2 separate regions of the Sus scrofa genome follow, and region 1 is linked to region 2. Evidence: chromatin contacts called from public HiChIP or PLAC-seq data. All regions are on one chromosome and are shown on one strand. Each heading gives the region's core, a stretch centred on a gene start, on an enhancer-like site or on the middle of the called end of the contact. The rest is flanking DNA. Distances are from core to core; before and after follow the strand shown. Region 1 has its middle 320 kb from the start of CLIC5. Region 2 overlaps RUNX2 (runt-related transcription factor 2).

Evidence for each region. HiChIP or PLAC-seq counts read pairs in DNA pulled down with a chosen protein or histone mark.
Region 1: a contact with region 2 is called in an H3K27ac HiChIP or PLAC-seq map of alveolar macrophages. The contact joins two enhancer-like sites. A contact is called at or near these places in 1 of 47 Hi-C or Micro-C datasets (epiblast stem cells) and 1 of 2 datasets of contacts at active chromatin or transcription factors (alveolar macrophages).

What each region holds. Positions count from the first base shown.
Region 1 is chr7:40,481,779-40,488,159 of Sscrofa11.1, forward strand. No RefSeq gene overlaps it. Among named protein-coding and RNA genes, the nearest start is that of CLIC5, 320 kb to the right of the region's middle. Within about 2 kb of position 4,748, at least 11 of the 83 cell types and tissues checked have an H3K27ac peak or open chromatin away from gene starts, as enhancers often do. A contact at or near this core is called in alveolar macrophages, where this site is marked.
Region 2 is chr7:40,250,237-40,257,078 of Sscrofa11.1, forward strand. The region is part of intron 5 of RUNX2 (runt-related transcription factor 2); the gene reads left to right. Among named protein-coding and RNA genes, the nearest start is that of SUPT3H, 93 kb to the left of the region's middle. Within about 2 kb of position 4,240, at least 11 of the 83 cell types and tissues checked have an H3K27ac peak or open chromatin away from gene starts, as enhancers often do. A contact at or near this core is called in alveolar macrophages, where this site is marked.

The sequences.
Region 1 (6,381 bases), core at 3,498-5,997, 230 kb after region 2:
TGGGGGATTTTATGTATCTGTGACTCTGATGAGGATAGTAGATACTCAAAAAATGCTACTCTTTGGAAGTTCCCATTGCGGCACAGCGATATGGAGCCTGACTAGTATCCATGGAGACTCAGGTTTGATCCCTGGCCTCACTCAGAGGTTGAGGATCAGACATTGCTGTGATCTGTGGTGTAGGTCGAAGATGTACCTTGGATCCTGCATTGCCGTGGCTGTGGTGTAGGCTGGCAGCTGCAGCTCCATGTGGATCCCTAATCTGGGAGCTTCCATATGCCACAAAAACAAAAAATAAAAAAAGAGAAAAAAAGAAATGCCACCGTTAACTCATTTAATCCTTGCAGAACCTTGGATGATACTTTGGCCATTGCCATTTGATAGATAGGTAATTGAGGCAAAGGTAAAGGGCATAACTTGCCGGAAGTTACTTAGCTAGTGGGCTGTAGAACTGGGGCTTGAACCCAAGCAGTAGGGCTCCAGAGGCCGCATCTTTAACCCCTGCACACAGACTGGCACGTATTAAATATTAGCTAGGCTTAGCCACTATCCTTCAGAATTTAGGATTTCATAGGTTAAATATAAGGTGAAAATCACCTTCCGTGCAATGTCTTAGAGACAAAGACACAATAACCTAGTCCAGGTGGATTTACTAGACATTTAGACCAACATTTTAAGAAATAAACACTTTTGCTCAGTGAAAGAGAGAGAAAGAGAAAGAAAGAAACAAACAAACAAAGGAAGAAAGAAAGGAAGAAATGTTACTATTGTCACTAAGGCAAGGACTCCAGCAGTGAACAATGCCTGGACCCAAAGCCACAAGCAGAAGCCTGGATACCAGCCCTGGGACAGGCCAGTGAGGGTCAGCAGAGGACCTTCGGGAGAGAGTCAAGGGCTGAGCTATAGGTACCAAAAGGTGTGGGATCCAGGCTGTACCGGAGAAAGGCTTTGACTGGCTGCTGGAAGCACTCTTGGGCATGTGAGTATCCGGTAGGCTTATTCACGTGAAAGATGCTCATTTTGCATGTCGTTCACTCACTCAAAACATACTTATTCACGTCGAAAGCATTTCTTCCCTGCTAGGCTCTGTGCGGAGAGCTGAGGGAGAGAGAAGAGACGCCCGATGTGTGATACTCTGGGATCTCGAAATCACGTGGGAGGAAAAGGGGATGCCTACAAACGAGGCCAGGGGTGGCCTTGGGGCCAGGCTGAGGGGGACAGGTCAGGGCGGTGGGAGTTCAGGCTGGTTTGATGGGGCTAGAAGGGTTTGGTTTGGAGAGGGCAGGAAGTTGGAAAATACCTTAGAGCAGATGGATGGCTATGGCGCCTTCGCCGGACCTTGGCAGGGAAGCTCAAGAGACTGAAGGGTCTGCTTGGGTGGCATCCATTCATTCATTCAATAGATTTTTACCAAGGGCCTTCTAATATTAGGCACATTGTCCCTCTGGGGACTATGAACAAGACAGAAAACTACCTCTGCCTTAGTGTAGTTTGCATTTTAAAAGAGGAAGAAAAAAAATAATAAGTCCTACACAGCAGCAATTCTCAAACTTTTAGGTCTCACAACCCTGAGCGATCCTTTGAAATTATTGAAGACCTCCAAGTTTTTTTTCTGGCTATCACTGTTGAAATTTACAATACTAGAAATCAAAGCCAAGCAATTAAAAATAATCATATAGCAACATTTCAAAGCAACAATGTGACATGTTCGTATAAACAACCTATATCTAATGAAAAATTACTATGTATTTCAGACCAAAAATTTAGGGAAGGGTGGCATGATTTTTGTTGGTTTGTTTGTTTTTTAACATTTTTGCAGGTCTCTCTACTTTTCGGCTGAAGTGGGAAATGGTTGGATTCTCATATCTGCTTCTATATGGTCTGTGTTGATATGGTTTTGGCGGAAGTAGGTGGAGAAAACCTGGCCTCACACAGACAGTAGTCGGGAAAGTTTGAATAGCCCTTTAATTGGGGATCTTAGCTACTACACCAGAACTCAAAAAGTAGTCTTATTTTTCTTCTCCTTTAAGTCCCTGCCTGTGGCCTATGGAGGTCCCCAGGCTAGGGGTCGAATCAGAGCTGCAGCTGCGGCTCCACAACACAGCCACAGCAACATGGGATCCAAGCGGCATCTGCGACCTACACTGCAGCTTGTGACAATTCCAGAGCCCAAAACCACTGAGTGAGGCCAGGGATCAAACCTGCATCCTCATGGGCACTATGTTGGATTCTTAACTCACTGAGCCCCAGCGGGAACTCTAAGCAGTCCTTTCTTAAAGGTTGGTTGCAATGTCAAATCAGAAATCATGTCAATATGCTTATGTCATTAAAATCCATTGGTCCACCTTGCACTTTGCATGGCTCTTTTTCCCACACTCAGGCATGGATCACTGGGAAAGTGTGGGTTCATCAAGTCATGCAGACTTTTCCCAAAGTTCACACCTTTCATGGTCCAATATCAAAATCACATTTATCCATATCATCTCCAGTCTCATCAGAAAAGCCTTTGCATTTGGGGAAGTGGCAGGGACAAGTTTCCAATATTTTAATTTTTGCTTGAAACCCAGTATTTTATTTTATTTTATTTTTTATCTTTTGTCTTTTTAGGGCCACACTCGTGGCGTATGGAAGTTCCCAGGCTAGGGGTCAAATCCGAGCTGTTACTGCTGGCCTGCACCACAGCCACAGCAACACAGGATCCGAGCCGTGTCTGTGACTTACACCACAGCTCATGGCAACACCGGATCCTTAACCCGCTGAGTGAGGCCAGGGATCGAACCCACAAGCTCATAGTTCCTAGTCGGATTCGTTTCCGCTGTGCCATGACAGGAACTCTCATTGAAACTCAGTATTTTTTTTCAGTGAGGAGGTGACACTTGAGCAAAGACTTAAAGGAGGGGAGGGAGAGAGCCTGGTGGTATCCTGGGGAACAAGAGACAAGGAAGAAAGAATAGCCCTGAGGCAGGAGCACACTTGGCGTATTTCAGCAACAGCCGGGACTCCAGGCATGCATGCCAGCGGTGGTAGAAAATGAGATGGCAGAAGAGACAAGGTCAGGGGTGGGGTAGGGGGGTGCTCCAGGCCGTCATAAGGGACTTGGGCTTTAATTTTGAGTTGACTGGAGAACAACTGAGAGGCTCTGAGGAGAAAGAGTGACATGAGGAGTTCCTGCTATGGAGCAGTGGGTTAATGATCTGGCTTGTCTCTGTGGAGGTGCCAACTCCATCCCTGGCCTGACTTAGTTGGTGAAGATCTGGCATTGTTGCAGTTGTGATGTAGGTCGGAGCTGTGACTCAGGTTCGATCCCTAGCCTGGGAACTTCCATGTGCCATGGGGGTGGCCAAAAAAGGAAAAAAAAAAAAAAAAAAAAGGATAATATTTTCTGTAGCAGGAGGGATAGTGCTGAATGGTAGGCGGTGGTCAGAGGCCATGTTTGTAAGGTTTGTACATTTAACCTTGAATAATACCTTGCACAGAGTAGGTGTTTAGGAGAAGTATGTTGGGTGAAGGAATGTCCTATATTTCTGTGTCTTTTGAGGAGCAAGTCTGTGTCTGTCCACCAGCTTTTGTCACAGTAAAAAACACCCCTGGAGTTCCCATTGTGGCTCAGCAGGTTGCGAATCTGACTAGCATCCATGAGGATTCAGGTTTGATCGCTGGCCTTGCTCTGTGGGTTAAGGATCCAGCATTGCCATGAGCTGTGGTGTAGGTCGCAGACATGGCTCAGATCCCGTGTTGCTGTGGCTGTGGCTGTGACATAGGCTGGCAGCTGCAGCTCCAATTGGACCCCTAGCCTGGGAACTTCCCTATGTCGCAGGCATGGCACTAAAAATCACCCCCCTAAAAAAAAAAAAAAAAAAAAAAAAAAAACAACTTAATGGTTTAAAAAAGTAAACATTTCTTTCTTTCTTATGCTCTGTTCCTTGGTTGCAGTTCTGAAGGATGGGGAGAGGACAATGAGCATCTGGGAACAACAATCAATAAAGGTCACTCTGAGGGGGTGGTGTGGCCACAGTCAACTAGCGCATAGCGCATTTGACTATCTCTTTGGCTGATGGGGCCCCCAAAGGCCATCTTACAAGAATGCCGCTGCCAGAGTTGAGTCATTGGCTTGTACACACAAAGAATAAATGCAGAGTCCTCCTTCTGTGATTCATTCCAAAAGAAGGGCCATGAAACCATGGCCTTTTCACCCGAGGAGCACAGAGCTTATCTGAGGCTTGCTCAACCCTGACGGAAAGTGTTATGTTTGGGGCTCGGGAGCCACGCTTGGTGTGTGGCTGGGTGGGGTTGGGGCAGGGAGAGTCTCGGGTCTTGGTCACAACATCAACCAGCAATATCAGAATCCCACGATGGGGAAGGGGAGTTGTTAACATCCCAGACTCCTGGACCACCCAATCTTTGGCCCTTGGGCCAGGGATTTCCAGCCTTTCATACCCACTCTAAGGAGAAGGTGCATCTTAATAAGAGAAAGGTAAAAATTGTGCTACATCACAAGCACCTGCTCCCAGCTGCCCTGCCCTGGTCTCTGTTCTCTTCATCAGGCAGCACTTAGAGGTTGGACCTGGGGTGGGTTCATTGTCCCAGGCTATGCTCCAGTCTGAGTATAACTGGAGACTTGGATGAAGTAACTTCAAACTCTAGGGAACTTTCTTATCTTAAATTGACCCCATGACCCGGCCAGGTCACCATCTCCATGGCCATCCTCTCAACTTCCCCATTGGGGTTCAGCAGGCTGCTTGTCTAATATTAAAAGGCTGTCTCACCCAGAAAACGGAACATTGCCCTTTCCTGGCTCAGGCCCTTTAACCTTGAACTACAGCCTCTGGGTTTCAACACGTCTTTGGAGAAATGCTTCCTTTAAAACAACAACAACAATCACAACAACCCTCTCTCCCCCAAAAAAACCCTCAGCTACCAGAATGCTACACATGCCAGATTCACTTTTGTTGGGCGATTTTGTGGGCCAGAGCTTTTGCCTTTTAACCACATCAGATGATTAACCTTGGCCCGTAGTCTGGCTTCTCCTACCCCCCACTCCCATGGGACTGGCTGAAGTTTCTTCTTTTCAGGCCTCATCAAGTTCAAGCATCTCAGAGACACCTCCACGGAGGGCCTGTTTGTGATCAGGAGTGATTTATAGCAGCACTAAAACCTCTTGCAACAGACAAATTAATACCCAGACACCTTTTCAGCGCCTCCTCCAAGAAAGAGGTTTTGACGTGGGGCCAAGGTGCAGGAGGCCAGCTGTTCCCCTCCAGCTCCTTCGGGCGGCAGCCGCTGGGGTCACACCCAGCTCAGCCGGAAGTTCCGCGTGCTCCAAATTTGTCTCTGCTTTTGACTCCGCTTCCGTCTCTGTTTTATGTCTCACTTTTGAGGGTGTGGATTCATTGTTCCTAATAAAAGGAACACCGAGGAACACGTTGGGGTTCAGGGAGATGGAAGAGACCCGAGTCTTCTTTGTACATCTTGGGTCTGAGCCCAATGGACTTTTCCTTCTTAGAGGATCCCGACAGCGATTCCCACTTTTCCTTTGATGGACATGGAACTGGTGTGTTACCAAAATTCCACTTACCTCCTCGAGGTTCATGATTCAATGTGATGAGCCTCTGTCTGTAACTTCCAGTCAAGAGAAAAATCAGACTCCAGAGGCCAGGTAGAGGAAATCGTTGACGGACACAGAAACAGCAGTATTTAAAAGAGGAATAAAGAATTCACCCAGGGGGAGTTCCCGTCGTGGTGCAGTGAAAACGAATCCCACTAGGACCCATGAGGTTGCAGGTTCGATCCCCGGCCTTGCTTAGTGGGTTAAGGATCCAGGGTTGCCGTGAGCTGTGGTGTAGGTCGCAGACTCGGCTTGGATCTGGCATTGCTGTGGCTCTGGCGTAGGCTGGCAGCTGTAGCTCCGATTAGACCCCTAGCTTGGGAAACTCCATATGGCACACGTGCAGCCCTAAAAAGCAAAAAAAAGAATTCACACGGGGAAGGGGAATGGAGTTCCCATTGTGGCTCATGGGTAAGGAACCCGACTAGTATCCATGAGGATGTGGGTTCCATCCCTGGCCTCGTTCAGTGGGTTAAGGATCCAGCATTGCTGGGAGCTTCAGTGTAGGTTGCAGATGTGGCTCAGATCCCTTGTTACACACTGTGGCTGTGGTGTAGGCCAGTAGCCGCAGCTCCGATTCAAGCCCTAGACTAGGGAACTTCTGTATGCCACAGATGGGAGCCTAAAAAGCCAAAAAAAAAAAAAAAAAAAAAATTCACACAGGGAAAGACTAACTTTCAAGATCATGTAAGGCAAAGGCAGGGCTTTTAATCAGTGGTGTCTCATTTCCTTTTTTTTTTTTTTTCCTTTTCACAACCACACTGGTAGCATATGGA
Region 2 (6,842 bases), core at 2,990-5,489:
GAAAACCCTGAAATCTAAAATATCCTCAGTTGACAAGGATATCTGGGAAAAAAAAGGAGGATGCTAGTTAACATATTCCTTGTGTTAAGCTGTTTAATCTACCTGGAAATGTCATTTGAATTATTATTTTTTATTCAAAGCTTGCCAAAATGAAACCCGTCTTTCTAGTGTCTGACTTCTTATGTTGGCAGGCTCTGTGCAGTAGTGATAAAGACACAGCCACCATAAGTTGGAGAGTCTGTCCCGCAGAGCCAGGTGGAAGAAATAAGCCAGGTCACTGGTTACTTGGCTCAGGGGTGCCTGTGACCGAGAGGAAGAAATAAGAGACCCAGTCAGTCACTGTGGTCCAAAGCTTTGGGGTGGTTCTAAAGTTGCAGACGTTGTTCTAAAGGGCATTTTTCCCTGTTTATGAGACAAGGAAGCTCGAAGGGCTGGACTAGGACAAATACAAATAAAGACGCTCTGATTATGTGACAGATGCAATGAGGTGTTCTGGGGTAGGAAATGAAAACCAATCCAGTGCTCATCAGAGGCAATGCAGAGTATTTCTTAAGTATCTTAAATTCTCCATGAAATACCTAGAGTTCATATTTCACTTTTATTTTTTTAATTTTTTAATTTTTATATTTTTGTCTTTTGTCTTTTTAGGGCCACACCCATGGCATATGGAGATTGCCAGGCTAGGGGTCTAATCGGAGCTACAGCTGCCGGCCTACACCACAGCCACAGCAACACCGGATCCAAGCTGCGTCTTCAACCTATACCACAGGTCATGGCAACACTGGATCCTTAACCCACTGAGCGAGGCCAGGGATCAAACCTGCAACCTCATGGTTCCTAGTCGGATTTGTTTCCACTGCACCATGATGGGAACTCCCATTTTTATTTTTTTGTTATTATTTTTTTGGCTGCTCCCATGGCATACAAAAATTCCTGGGCCAGGTATCACATCTATGCCACAGCAGTGACCAGAGCCATGACAGTGACAGTGCTGGATCCTTAACCCACTGTACCACCTGGGAGTTCTCTCATATTTCGCTTCTGTAACTTTGAAACCTCATGAAGAAATACTGGGTTACTAAGGAACCAGCTGTGATAACCTCCACAAATTGTACTTTTACCTAGGGCCCAAAATGTGTTAAATGGCAAATGCAAAATGACCTTCTTCAGTTTCTCATCCTTTTTGTCGTGTACATTAAGTCAACAAAAAAATCATTTCCTTGATTATTGTTCCTCTCTTGTATAAGAAACTCCACTGGAAATACATTAATAGCAGACTGCTAATGGAATCATCCAGTAGTTAGCGCCGTGAACCTGTCACGCTTCACCTACTCATTTTGTAAACACAACTTAACTGGGAATGAGCTGGGGCAGGACAGAGAATGGTTTTAAAGGTGATCTGGAGGGAGTTCCCGTGGTGGCTCAGCAGGTTAAGGACGCAGCGACCTCCCTGTGAGGATGCAAGTTCGTCCCTGGCCTCACTCAGTGGTTAAGGATCTGGCATTAAGCTGCAGCGTAGGTGGCAGATGCAGCTTGGATCTCGCGTTGCCGTGGCTGTGGCGCAGGTGGCAGCTGTAGTTCTGATTCAGACCCTAGCCTGGGAACCTCCATGTGCCTCAGGGATGGCTGTAAAAAGAAAAAAAAAAAAAAAAAAAAAAAGAGTGATCTGGAAATAGTGTAGAACCTTCCAACACCCTGAACTTCCAGAGCTATTGCCCTTTTGCTAATGATTCTGATTCTCAAGTCAGTGGTGCCACTGATGCCAAACCTCAAGGTCCACGACCATCCTCTCCAAACAAACTTGCTGGCAGGAATGTGTTGCTATGGTCTTGGTTCTAAAACCTGACAGGGACCTGTGGCGTTGAACCACTGCCTCTTCCTTCCTCTCCGACTGACTCCCCTTCCCCTTTTGTATGGAACATTCTTCGGTTCTTATTTCTTTCTTTCTTTCTTTTTTTGTCTTTTTTCCTTTTCTAGGGCCGCTCCTGCGGCATATGGAGGTTCCCAGGCTAGGGGTCTATGGGAGCTATAGCTGCCGGCCTACACCACAGCCACAGCAACTTGGGATCTGAGCCGCGTCTGCAACCTATACCAGAGCTCATGGCAACGCCGGATCCTTAACCCACTGAGCAAGGCCAGGGATCAAACGCACAACCTCATGTTCCTAGTTGGATTCATTAACCACTGAGCCACAACGGGAACTCCGTTCGGGGTCTTATTTCTATCCAGATTTCTTGAGTTAAAATCTCATACTCCCCTCTTTAGCCTCAAACTCTATTCTTCCTTCTTTTAGTTGAATTTATTTTAGCTTGGGTTCTTGACGTAAGGGTCTGACATATTTTTAATTATTTATATACTTTTTATTCCGCATTTATTATGACCGTGAGTCTTGGGGCTCAGGCTATAGAGTGAGGGGAGGGGTATTTAGAGCCATGGGATTGAAAGAAACACATTTGAAAATTGGAATTGGGAGAAGGGGCTAGTGAGGGAGACTGAGCGGGTGCGGTCAGTGAGCAGGCGGGGCCCGGACGCCTGTGGTGTCCTGGAAGCAAGGGACTCAGTTCCAGAGTAACGTCACCAGCGGTGTCAGATTCCGCTGATTGGGTTTGGCAACATGGAAACCATCGGTGATCTTGGCCAAAAGAAATGTCCGGGGAAGGACAGGTTCACAAGATGATCTGGGGAAGTTTAAGAGGAGGCGGGGAAGAGGACATATTATTTTTTCTTAAAGATTATTGTATCAGCTTTATTGAGGTATAGCTTACATGTCATAAAATCCACCCATTATAAGTGTTCAATTCAGTGATATTTTAGCAAATTTTTTAAGTTGTGTAACCATCATTGCAAACCAAGATTGTTCTTTTCCCCCCTCCCTCTTTTTTTCTTTCTTTCCCTTCCTTCCTTCCTTCTTTCTTTCTTTCCCTCTCTCTCCCTCTCTCTTTCTTTCTTAATTCAACTTTTTTTACTGCACACACTTTTTTGGCCATTCTTTTGGCATGTGGAAATTCCCAAACCAGGGATTGAACCCATGCCACAGCAGCCACAACACCAGATTCTTAACCCACTGCACCACAAGGGAACTCTGTAGCTTGTTATTTTCTTCTTTCTTTTTTTGGGGGGGTGGTGGTGGAAGGACTTTAGAACAGCCTTTGAGAGGTGATCCTTGAGGGGATTACAGGAGTGGGCAGGACCAAGGAGGAGGTGGCACAGCAGAAGGGACACTTGCACTTCGTTTGTACACACCTGGAGCCCCAGTACAGACCTGTCAAGAGGGAGTGTCCTTGACAAACCCCTCTGTCCCTCAGAGCCTTGATATCATCAATGGAAAAATAAAAATCAAACCTACCTCTCATGGTGTTTGGGGCAACATGTATCATATGTGTTCGTCTTTTGTCAACTGCCACATACAAGTAAAAGTCTTAACATCTTCGGTGTGTGGTAGAAATTCTAAAGAAAAGCCTGATCATTTGGAGGAAGCTGAGTCCCCAAGAAAGTGGGAGTGAATTACTGAGTGAAATGAAGACCTTCGTTAAAGGGATGGGGGAGGGGCGTTCTCTGCTGATGCAGCAGGTTAAGGATCTGGCGTGGTCACGGCAGCAACTTGGGTCGCTTTGGCGGAGCTGGTTTGATCCCCGGCCCAGGAACTTTCACATTCCGTGTGTGTGTGTGTGTGTGTGTGTGTGTGTGTGTGGCCAAAAAAAAAAAAAAGGCACCAGGAAGTGGGGTGGGGTGACCATATGGTGTGAAGAAGGAGTCAAGAGAAAGGCCGGAGGGGAGCGGAGCATGCGTGGTGATGAGCAGGGTTCCAGCTGCGGGGTGGCGGGAGGATGGCTTTGTGGGTTTGCTGGCTGGAGGGTTGGAAGTGGAAGGTTTTGGATTTCTCCGTGATGTGGACTTTCAGGGATTGTAACAAATTCTGCCTCTGTCTGCCGAAGAGCCGCTGTGCGGAGATGCCCCTGGCGTGTTTTAGTTTGGAGGAGGAAGCAGGAGGAGCCAAAGGCAAGGAAAGGAGCAGGAGGCAGGGAACAGACGGAGGCACCGAGGCTCGAGGTCCTTCCACAGCCTGAGCATGATGAGGTTCAGGGTTGGAACCTTCTTGTAGGGAGTTTACGTGCCATTAGATTCAGTCTCAACACCTCGGGGAAGAAAAGTGCAGAAGGCAGGAGTCTGCATACAGTCAGCAGGCATTTATTGAGCACCTGCTATGTGCCATTGCTGTTCTTGGCCTTCCCCTGGGCCCTGTTCCCCTCTCTGTTCTGAGCGCAGACTGCCTACCCTTGGCAGGAAATGTGTGGGAGGAAGCCACACTGACAAAAACCGGCTTAAGTTTCCTTTTCATTTCTTTGTTTTTTGGTTCTGTGAGGGATTATATCTTCCTGGGATTCTCTCTGTTCTTCTGTGCCTGTTAAATAGTTTGCTCCATGAATCTGTGATATCTGTTAGGTGAATTAACCCTATTAATCTCTGGTTGCAATTTTTCAAAAAACGTGACTCGTCAGAAGGCATTAATTACTAGCCTGTAAAATGTTTCCAGGGCAGGGAATTCCCTTCATGGCTCAGCAGTTAACAAACCCGACTAGGATCCATGTGGTTGTGGGTTCGACCCCTGGCCTCGCTCAGTGGATTAAGGATCCAGCATTGCCGTGAGCTGTGGTGTAGGTCACAGACTCGGCTTGGATCCCGGGTTGCTGTGACAGTGGCGTGGGCCGGCAGCTGCAGCTCCGATACGACCTCTAGCCTGGGAACCTCCATATGCTGCAGGTGCAGATCTAAAAATATAAATGAATAAAATAAAGGGAAGAAGAGGTTCCATTTCTGTCAGTCTGTCTTAAGGAAATTGGTTTTCATACATGAAAAGTTACTCCATGTAAGGCACCGCAGAGTTATTTATATCAGTGAAGCAACCTGTTTTCTATTTCTTATCCTGAGGGAAGTGCTGATGTGATCTTTCCCAAGGGAATATTCAGAAGAGGGTGAGGCCGGTCCATTGTCACCCATTCAGCATTAAGCTGTGGCGGGGGGGTGGGTGTGTGTGTGTGTGGCTAATTCTGCCTTTGTTCTTCTTTGATATTGATGTTCTTACGAGTCTATGCGTAGATGTAGGAGACCACATAGTGATGCAGTTGTGGATTTAGGTGGGAATGGACAAGATGAATAAGGGAACTTTTGAATCAGCTAAAACCTAACTTCAAGCCTGCAATAATGAGTGCTCACTAATTTGTGAACTATTGTTTTGAGTAATTCAATCAGGACCAGGGCTCTGGCTTTCATGGTTTGTGTGGTGACGCTCTGCAACCATTCACAATCGAATTTTATAACCAGTATATCTGTAATTGATGTCATTAAGATGATGGACGTCGGTTTGGGTTTTAAAGCAGATGTTCAGTGGTTAAGATTAATTTCTCGCCATGGTTTTGGAGGTTGAAAGCAAAATGCGAACAGGAGTAAACCTCTCCCTTTCAGAGCAACTAACTTGAACTTGGAATGAAACGTGAGCAAGTAGGCACCAACTGCGAGTTAATTTTGGCACTGATGTCTGGAAAGCATCACCATTTAGCATGCTTTCTATGAGCCATAAGGTGATAGCGTCTCTTTGCGCTCATGGAAGGAGAGAAACAGGTTACTTGCTTAAGCCCAGACTCTGATGGACCGAGGCTGAAATCATCCCCACCTGGACCCGTGTGAAGGATGCAGTGGAACCAGCAGCTTCCCAGAGCTGCAGCCACTGTGTATCTGACCTGAAACAAGAGCGAGCGTGTCACGGCCAGATTTCCCCTCCACCAAATATTGGTTGGTGACTTTTCAACAGGAGGAATCTTTGACCGGATGGTTCTGTTCCTGGGTCACTTCTTTGTCTTTCTTTCTGGTTTTAGGAGCACAGGTAACAAAAGCCATGTTGATACCCTCTCATATAATAAAATGCATGCCATTGCTCTCCAGTAGAAATAAAACCTTTCCATACAGAAGCAGCAGGAAAAGCCTATACAAAGAAGCCTTTCTGTCATCCTCAGGCATGTTAAAAAGTGAGTGAGTTGATTAAGTAAATAGTAAACACTAAAGGTTGGGCTCTACGCTTAACAAGCTGACATTAGGGCTTTTTAAGTTCCCTTTTTATTCCAAAAGGACAGAGAGGTTTCCTTTCTAGCTGGGGAGGAAAAAAATCTTCCCTGCATTAGTCTGTATTTCATTTGGTGTAGGTTGGTCTTTTTCCTTCTGTCTTTCCAGCAGAGTTAAAACTGATGGATTCCCGCAGCATAAGTGTCATAGTCGGAAACCAAAACCATCTATACAGTGATGCTCACATTTATTTAACTGCTTTTTCTCAGCACATTCGTGTCTCCTCTTTTTTTTTTTTTTTAACATTTTTAAAGTATAGTTGATTTACAATGTTGTGGTAATTTCTTCTGTACGGCAGAGTAACCCAGTTGTGCATACATACACATTCCCTTTCTCATATTATCTTCCATCACAGTCTATCCCAAGAGACTGGATCTAGTTCCCTGCACTGTATGGTAGGATTCTCATCTGACTCCTTTTCCTTTTTTCTTTCAGTTTAGTTTTCCCCCAGCAAGAAGAGGGTAGCTCAGTTTATTTGTTCTTCTCTGGCTGGATCATATTGCTTTGAGACAATACAGAGAAATACTTGGATCCAGGTCTTTACTTATTTATTTATTTGTCTTTTTAGGGCTCAGCCACAGCATATGGAGGTTCCCAGGTTAGGGGTTGAATCGGAGCTACAGCTGCCGGCCTATGTCACAGCCACAGCAATGCGGGACCAGAGCCACATCTGCGACCTACACCCCAGCTCACAGCAGCGCCAGATCCTTAACCCACTGATCGAG